Linked DNA regions of Zea mays: region 2 is linked to region 1. A link is a contact called in public Hi-C data. All regions are on one chromosome and are shown on one strand. Each heading gives the region's core, a stretch centred on a gene start, on an enhancer-like site or on the middle of the called end of the contact. The rest is flanking DNA. Distances are from core to core; before and after follow the strand shown.

Region 1 (4,824 bases), core at 800-3,299:
GACTGTAGCCTGCACGTCTTCGAATCTCAGAACTGGCTCGGTCGCGACCTCGGGTTGATTCTTATTTTGGGTACATGTTAATGCATCAATTTATCTGACTAAGAAGCATTTCATGTAGGTGTTTGTTCCTTGGATGGCCACCCAATCAGATGGTTATCAGGCCTTATGCAGGTGATGGGCTTTCTATGAATTTCGCACCATTTCCAAAAGCAACAAGAGAAACCGTGGTACTGAGTCGTTCCACAACGACGACGACGATGGACATGTGTCTCCGACGCTTGCACCGCCTCCTCCACCTCCACTAGTTTTCCATTTGCTTCATCCATATTAGATATCCGTTCATATGTACATATATGCTTTTCTGCTAGAAATGAAGAACTTAGTGTTTAATATCTCTAATTATGTGTTATAGGGCTTCCAGACACCTCCAACTTCAGTTGCAGCATCTGGGGATGCATCTGGCCAAGATGACACCATGACTTCGTGGGTGAACAACCTTTTCAGTTTTTCACCACCAAAAGTCCAGCCACAGGAAGTGACCACAATTCTAACCAACCAAGTGATAGCTGGTAGGCTTAGTTAGTTATTCTTCTATTGCACTTCGAAACCTTAGTAGTTTGATGTTGACATTTGAATGATTTGAAACTATGTGTGAATGTCGATCACATAAGTTCGACGTGTGAAACTTTGTGACACTTTATGGTTGTGAATGTTCGTTTATCAGAAAAAATGTGTGTTGTGAACGTGGAATGTGTTTGTAAATGTATGTGTTTTTGGATGTATGTGGTTGTGGAATCTGGATATTTGTGGCTGTGAAAATATGTGTTGTGGTAATAAAACAAAAAAAACTCGAAGAATTTGACCTCACATAATTCATTAGTATGTCCGACGGTCTAGCAGTGGCTGTCGGACATAAGTGTATAAAGTCTGACGGTCCACGGACAACCGTCGAACATACTGACAACTTAAGTTCGACGACCCACATGTGGAGTTCTCTGGACGCGTTACGATCGTTACCCGATTTAATCGATCGGCTCTTAGAGGCCATCGAAAATAATTTATGTTCGACGGTGGCTGTCAGAAATACTCTTATATCTGACATTTTAGAACCGATGAACATTTGTTGTCGGACATAAGCTTTAAGGCTTCGAATTTTTTTAGTTTTACTGTTGTGGGAACCTTTGAGAGCAGTACAGTTTTCATCATTAACTTGGTAGTCAGAATCTGCACGTCAGCACGTCATCTCCAGATTACTCCTTTCGATTAGCTTATGCTTCAAAGTTCAAACCTGAGAACAAGTAGTACATCCCCATTAGGTAGTAGATGATTCGTAGTAAAGACATGCTTACAATCATTAAGGAGAAGATTCATCTCATGTTGTAATCGATATATTCTTGCTCCAATCATCGGCCCTTGTACCCGTTCATGAGTACCTTGATCGTGTTTAGCATGGGTCAGTAGTGTCATGATGGATGTTCTCATGAGAGGGAGTAGTCGAATGGAATGTAATTAGATCCAGAAAGACGATCCAAACCTGGATGGGCTGATAAACGCCATGAGTGGAGCTTCTCCTCATGCAAACGCAGGAGGCCACCGTTCGACACCACCATCGCAAGCGAGACAGACCGGAGCCAACTCTGCCGATCCTAAAGATTCATGCATCGTAGGAGGATCTGCATATCCACCGTTACGGTAGGCTTCGCTCTACAGAGAGATTGGAAGCGGCCGACGGGGCGCCGGCTATGTGATCTACCGAGCTCCTGGTGTCGTGCATGGTCACGCGGTAGGATGCGGGGGACGAGGCGAGGGATGGGGACTGCCGGACTGGGGAGTGGGGAGGAGAGGACCGGAGGAGAGTAGGAGACCCGCGGAGCCGCGCACTGCCGCGACGGTACAGGCTGCGAGCGGCTGCGAAGTGGGCTGTGTGTTGGGCTTCGTCTCTGACGGGCTAAGCGAGCTGGATGCCTGATCGATGCCTCGCGGGCGTTCGACGTCCCTCTGCCCGTTTGCGGTAGAATATGTATCGTTCCGTTGCGTTCACTCTGCTCTCCTTTTTCCCTTTCTCCCGTTCACCTTTCTCTATCGCTTTTCTTTCCCCCATCCCCCTTTCTTTCCTCGTGGTGACGACTGGGCTAGTGCTATCGTCCTTCGCCAGGTCTTCGCCGGCGACGAGCACCTACCAGGTATGCCCGACCCTTCCCATCCTGCTCTGCGCAACCGAACATCTCAAACCCTAGCTTAAACTTTTTTTTATTCGGATCTGGCCACGGGTATATACGTACAAGATATCTACTAGCTTCGAGTTCTTGCAAAATTTATCTGGTTTGCATTTGCACACCGCCACACCCATGCCCTCTACTGGGCGAGTTATTAGGTGGATTTGATCGGTGGTTTATTGGACTGGGAGCTGAAGTACTAGCTCTTAGTCTGGTGGATTTCTTGTTGGATAGGGGCATCACTGACCGACTGACCGCAGAGGGCTGGATATATTTTGGTGCAAATAGAACAAGAAGAAGAAAAAATTATGAAGTAGATTTCTTTCCCTTTTATCCACCTATAAAACTAGGTTGGTGTCATTTGATGAGATTAACCCACGCAAATTTGTTGTGGCCTTGTGGTGGCAATGCAATATTACCAAAAAAATGAAGCTTTATTTAATGATGTATATAGAAGCTCTATGGTGCATTAATAGTTCACTTGATCCATAATATAAATATGTTTTATTTGCGTTTTGGGTGGGGTTTGGTGTGGCCTAGCTGTGAATGGAGTTGTTCAACAGTTATGAGCATGTTCATTGCCCCTCCCCCCTTGAAAAGGAGTCTTTCCTTCAGATGATATTTTCTCGTGCTTATCTTCTTGTCAACACTGACATGCTTCTATGTGGACAGGTGACCCTATTCCTTTTCTTCACTCGGTGTATAATCCCCCTTTGCTGCAATCAAGCTTCTCAAACATAATAAGCAAATAGTCTCTTCACGTGATTGCCAAAATTAGTCAAGACGGGTGCTCTTTGCTGCGTGGCCGCTAGGCCACATGGGACGAAGTCTGACCCTGCAAGCAGAGATCGTTCTATGGATCCTACTGAGCCTCGTTGGCGCATAAACTCGAGCTTCTCTCCCCCAACATCAAGGAGATGGGACTGTCGTTATTCATCAGATGGATTGCCCCACAGAGTTCATGATGCTCCTCATGATCACCCACCTTATGTTTCATCATTGTCATCCCATAGCAAAGGAAGCAGAAATGCATTTGGCAGTGATCAGTACCTCAGTCACCATCATTCTGTGTCTGATGGAGCACTTTCTTATTTTGGGAGTCCAGCTGACAGCCTTCAGGCTCCACGCTGGACGCCCTCTCTTCAAAGATTTGATCTTGGTGAATTCTCTACCCCTGCAGGAGGTATGTACCTTTTTATTTCATATGGAAGATCAAGTTAGCTCAGCAGCAAACTATTTTTTTACTATTCTTTTATATGGTTATCTCTTCGTAGAACTGTGACTTGAGCGCTGGACTGAATTTGAGGTTTCTACTGGAAAGGCTAACACAGTGTGCTAACTTTTTTCGACTGGAAAAATGCAATACCTTCCCCATTTAGTCAAATTTCTACAATTTTTTAATATACTTTTAAAGTAAAATTGATTCTTTACAAGCATGCCTCCCCATTTCATTATCAGTGGGGGGATTGTACAGTTGTAATTTGATTCATTATTATCCGCTTGTATAGCTGCTATTTAGTTCAACAGCTTTTTTCTACTGGATTTGCATGGTCACATACTCTTCTTATGATCTTTTCTATTGTAAGTGTTATTCTTTCATGCATTCAGTGTCAGGTTTAGACATGGTTATGGCTCGGTTCAGTTTTGCATCAGGTTGAACAATGTTTATTCCCAAATAAGAGTAGGCTTCTTTATTGAATCCTTTATGCTTTTTGTTATTTACTTCTGAAACAAATTTGGTTTGATTCGAACATGTCTTTGCATTGCATAGTAAATGGGGAACTTGTAATTTGTTTCGTTTAGTCACTTCATTGGTACTTTTTTCACTGTATTCTTCATTGTGTTAAGATGTACTCCCTCCATTGTCCATTCCACAATCCATGTCATTTTAGTTTTGTCCTCAAACTTCTTTAACTTTGACCAAGTTTCTAGATAAATGTATTAACATCTACAGTACTAAATAAATGTACTATCAAGACATTTCATGGTGGATCTAATGAAACTAGTTTGATGATGTAGATATAGGTGCATTTTTCTATAAACTTGGTCAAAATTAGAGAAGTTTGACTTAGGAAAAAACTAAAACAAGCTATATTTTGGAACGGAGGGATTTCCTACTGGGCTTTTATGGTCATGCACTCTTGTGGCTTATAATGTTTCCATGGGTTGGGTGTATTACCTTTTAATACGTTGTATGCACTGTTAACCATAAAGGACTGAGTTGTGTAGATCTGGACATGTTAATTCTGCCCTGTTCTGTTTTGCACAAATTGAGCAATAGACTCCTTAGGCCCTCTTGAATCAAACTGGCATACCTGGAACTGGAATCTTCTTAGGTGTGACAACTAGCAAGTATATTGAAACCAAACTTTTTCTTCTCAATGTTTTCTTTGAATTGAGTCTACTGGGTAATATTATTTTCTTCATTGTAAACATTGGAGTTGGCTTTATAGTATGCAAGTCAAATACTGCTATGCCACATTTTTCCTTCTTCATGATTACCCATGTTTCCCATAATTCTACACAGTCGTAGAAGCAACTGAGGACATTCCTTTGGTTTTTGTAATCCTTTGATATCTTCCTGTTGAATTAACTGTTGCTTTACTCA
Region 2 (4,824 bases), core at 1,582-4,081, 93 kb after region 1:
GGAGTTCCAAGACTACGACGAGTTCTAGGCGTGGGTTAGCGGCAACCCCCAGTCGGCTGCCTGTGAAGGCCGCGTTTATCTACGTTTCTTTTCCGCACTTTGATTTATTGTAAGAACTATATGGACGTCTCAGACGTATGATGTAATCGACTATTATTTCCCTTTTAATACTATTCTGAGCACTGTGTGATGATGTCCATGTTATGTAACTGCTGTGTACGTGAATAACTGATCCTGGCACGTACATGGTTCGCATTCGGTTTGCCTTCTAAAACCGGGTGTGACACCACTACACACCAAGTCAAATTATTTTGTTATGTTGAACTAAAGACTAGTGCGTTCTTCTTGGCCGAAGTGTTCACGCACAATCTCGATAGTGCGTTCTTCTTGGCCGAAGTGTTCACGCACAATCTCGATAGTGCGTTCTTCTTGGCTGAAGTGTTCATGCACAATCTCGATAGTGTGTTCTTCTCGGCCAAAGTGCCAAACCGAGTTTGGCATCACTCGAGGCAAAGGAACCTACCCTGCCACTACACACCAAGTCAAATTATTTTGCTGCATTGAACTAAAAACTAGTGTGTTGTTCTTGGCCGAAGTGTTCATGCACAATCTCGATAGTGCGTTCTTCTCAGCCAAAGTGCCAAATCGAGTTTGGCGTCACTCGAGGCAAAGGAACATACCCTGCCACTACACACCAAGTCAAATTATTTTGCTACGTTGAACTGAAGACTAGTGTGTTCTTCTTGGCCGAAGTGTTCACGCACAATCTCGATAGTGCGTTCTTCTTGGCCGAAGTGTTCATGCAAAATCTCGATAGTGCGTTCTTCTCGGCCAAAGTGCCAAACCGAGTTTGGCGTCACTCGAGGCAAAGGACCTACCCTGCTACTACACACCAAGTTAAATTATTTTGCTGCGTTGAACTAAAGACTAGTGCGTTCTTCTTGGCCGAAGTGTTCATGCACAATCTCGATAGTTCGTTCTTCTCGGCCAAAGTGCCAAACCGAGTTTGGCATCACTCGAGGCAAAGGAACCTACCCTGCCACTACACACCAAGTCAAATTATTTTGCTGCGTTAAACTGAAGACTAGTGCGTTCTTCTTAGCCGAAGTGTTCACGCACAATCTCGATAGTGTGTTCTTCTTGGCCGAAGTGTTCATGCAAAATCCCGATAGTGCGTTCTTCTCGGCCAAAGTGTCAAACCGAGTTTGGCGTCACTCGAGGCAAAGGACCTACCCTACCACTACACACCAAGTTAAATTATTTTGCTGCGTTGAACTGAAGACTAGTGCGTTCTTCTTGGCCGAAGTGTTCATGCACAATCTCGATAGTGCGTTCTTCTCGGCCAAAGTGCCAAACCGAATTTGGCGTCACTCGAGGCAAAGGAACCTACCCTGCCACTACACACCAAGTCAAATTATTTTGCTGTGTTGAACTGAAGACTAGTGCATTCTTCTTGGTCGAAATGTTCATGCACAACCTCAATAGTGCGTTCTTCTTGGCCGAAGTGTTCATGCACAATCTCGATAGTGCGTTCTTCTTGGCCAAAGTGCCAAACCGAGTTTGGCGTCACTCGAGGCAAAGGACCTACCCTGCCACTACACACCAAGTTAAATTATTTTGCTGCGTTGAACTGAAGACTAGTGCGTTCTTCTTGGCCGAAGTGTTCATGCACAATCTCGATAGTGCGTTCTTCTCGGCCAAAGTGCCAAACTGAGTTCGGCGTCACTCGAGGCAAAGGAACCTACCCTGCCACTACACACCAAGTCAAATTATTTTGCTGCGTTGAACTGAAGACTAGTGCGTTCTTCTTGGGCGAAATGTTCATGTACAACCTCGATAGTGCATTCTTTTTGGCCAAAGTGCCAAACCGGGTTTGGCGTCGCTCGAGGCAAAGGAACATGCCCTGCCACTGCCCAACAAGTCAAATTATTTTGCTGCATTGAACTGAAGACTAGTGCGTTCTTTTTGGCCAAAGTGTTCATGCACAGCCTCGATAGCCACTTGTAGCAACCAGTAGTGGTAATGGATCATGATCCAAATGTGTCTTCATAAGTTATAATTTTTAATTAAGTTTAGTTCAAAAATAAGTAGGAACACGGTTTGATCCCAATCTGATTCGATACTTAAATTTTATAGTATAAAATCTAGAGCCGGCCAACACATAATTTGCGCATCCAGCCGTGATATTCACAATACGGTGTTGGGGGATTGTAAAAACTAAACCATAACCTACTGTTTCGATCACAAACCAAATTGTAGAAAGTGACTATTGAGCACCATATTTAGCACCTAGACACAAAAGTAAAATACGATCGATAAACATACAAAATGAAAATATCTTAATATAAGAAGTCTAATATAACAAAGTTGACAAAGATCACAAGTTTATAATTCAAAATATAACAACCTTACAATTCACAATATAATAAGTTCACATATAACAAGTCTACATTTCCTGATCCATTTCACAAAACATAATAGGGATATCAACACTTCTAGCCTTACAACCTCGGAATATATAGATCCATTAGTGCATTAGTAAAAGGGTAATGACTAATTAAATTGTAAACAGATATAAATTTATGCTATATAATATTTTCGTTCTCCATCTATCCAATCTTTGATGCAAACAAGCTAGTGCTTCTACCATTGTAGGATCAAGGCAAGTATGAAATGGATCAAGCACACAACCATCGTCACGATTTTTTTTTAAAAAAATATAGTACTCGTGTGTGTATATATAGCGTGTGCGAGAGAGTGGCTGGTCCCTCTCACGTACCGCGTGAAAAGCGTGAGTGAAGCACGTCCCGCCAGCCTCTCCAAACGTTTGTGGGCTAGGTAATGGGCCCTGGCAAGAATCAAAATTGTGTGTGCCTTGCTGACTTGCTGTATCTGGTGTTAGTTTAGCCCCACCTTTTGAACGATGGGAGACTAGACAGACGCTATATATATGTCCTTGTGTTTAGGCCGGGTGGAGGCGAAGGGGTGGGTGGGTTAACCAGCTGGTCCACCAGCCTTTGGGCCTGTTAGTTTTTTGTAAAACTCTGAGGATAAAATTCGGTAAATTTTAATTAAAATCGGTATAATTTCCAATAAAAAATTCCAGTGCCGAGTTTGTTTTTAAAATTTTCGTATTGAAAAGTTTCGTGACCGTAAAAATCGAAAACGGCAACCAGAATTCTGAAAAAAAAAATCCGAAATCGTTTTCATACCTACTCTTCGATGCGATTCCAGCTCTCAGTATCATGTTGCCCGGCTGCAGCCGTCGCATCCAGCCGTATCATGGCACACCAGACGCGACATGTAGTAAGTAGCACTACTGTTTTAGATGGCATCTGATTTTTTTTATTGATGCTTCTTAGTTTACTGTTTAAGCGTTTTAGTTTGCAGCACTGCGTGTACGATGTACTGAAGCTGTGAAGAATGAGCATTGCCACAGAAGGCGTTTACTTGTTGATCCAACCCCATATTTAAGAACATCGATATAAGACACAAGAAAAGGTTTAAATAACTCACCTAGAAGATGTCAGCATCCATTATTTTCTGTGTGGGCTCTGAAGGAAATGAAACAGAATGTACAATAACGATCGTTGCCACAGTTGCCTAATGGTACAAGAATAGTGAAACCAGCTTATACACATACTGCTGATAGGAGCCAAATGACAATGCCTGACGAAAGGCAGCAACATACAACCAATGGTTAAGCAAATGGCCCATTTTCGAACTAAGAAAGAAAATCATCTATTATCAATTCATCAATTATCAACTCTACAAATAAAACTCATCCTATAACCCCTTGCTCACGGTGAGCTCAACAGCAAGGATGGCACAAAGGAACCTCTGTTGTGGCCTGAGCTTTGCCATACCGCATCAGGCATCACATCAACATAACATATGTAAAGAACAACAGCTATGTTATTAGCAGATTCTGGAAGTGAAAGGTCTCTGAAGTTAATCATCTGACTGTATGGTCTCTGAAGGAAATGAAATAGAAAATGGAACACACAAGTAACAGAGCGCATAGATCTTCAACATCCATTGTTTTCTGTATGGTCTCTGAAGGAATTGAAATAGAATGGTCTCTAAAGAAATGTATCTAACAAGCACAAAGAACCTGAGATGAATAGTAATGGTCTCACTAACAGGTAACTCAAGTACAGTATCATGCAGATTGCTTACTACCAAAACGGCGAGCCAAAATCTGCTGTTTCATCAACTTGAAATACAGTTTTGATTCTTCGTTCATTGTGCTTGTGTTAGTTTGCATTATCTCTTTGTCGTGCTGATCTCGCTCCAAGTCAAGCTTATTCTTCTCCAATTCATAGAACCTGTCATCATCACGGTCCCTCTCAATTTCTTGTCTTGCTTCTCTCATCTTTTTAACTTCTTCAATGGAAGGATCACCATCAGTGTCAAACTCATCATGCTTCCTCCATCTTGCCTTTTACTTCTCTGCTTTCTTTCCTAGTGGCCTGTCAAAGTTGACAGGATCTTCATTAGAAGCTTCCGGTTCAACCTGATCTTTTTAGCTTAGATTATCTGAATGCCCACTTTGGCTCGTGCCTAAGAATAATCCAGGCATGGTACACTGAAAATACCTTCCCGTGTTTTTCCCGGAATTTTGCTTTCGCTTCGACTACCTGAAAAATGACACATGACAAACAAATTATGGTTTACAGGATATCATGTTACAAAGTATAAACTACACATGGTTGTATATGTACACTCTACCTTGTCATCACTTGTGTTGCCATTTCCATTTTTCCTTTCTATGGCATTATTATAGTAACCTTGAAAAAGATTCACCTCTTTCTGAATTACATC

Evidence for each region. Hi-C and Micro-C count contacts between places; a contact is called where the count stands out from the background.
Region 2: a contact with region 1 is called in a Hi-C map of tassel, with 2.2 times the contacts expected there. The contact joins the enhancer-like site here to the promoter of LOC100275703 in region 1. A contact is called at or near these places in 2 of 25 Hi-C or Micro-C datasets (ear and tassel).

What each region holds. Positions count from the first base shown.
Region 1 is chr9:138,998,206-139,003,029 of Zm-B73-REFERENCE-NAM-5.0, forward strand. LOC100275703 (putative RING zinc finger domain superfamily protein) reads left to right here and starts at 2,050. Exons shown (of 4, transcript NM_001149728.1): 1 at 2,050-2,183; 2 at 2,889-3,399. The coding sequence starts at 3,072. It overlaps LOC109942206 (a long non-coding RNA gene), which reads right to left and starts at 1,989. Exons shown (of 2, transcript XR_002264828.3): 1 at 1,535-1,989; 2 at 1,240-1,433.
Region 2 is chr9:139,090,585-139,095,408 of Zm-B73-REFERENCE-NAM-5.0, forward strand. No RefSeq gene overlaps it. Among protein-coding and RNA genes, the nearest start is that of LOC100283571, 9.2 kb to the right of the region's middle. Within about 2 kb of position 2,832, at least 17 of the 20 cell types and tissues checked have an H3K27ac peak or open chromatin away from gene starts, as enhancers often do. A contact at or near this core is called in ear and tassel, where this site is marked.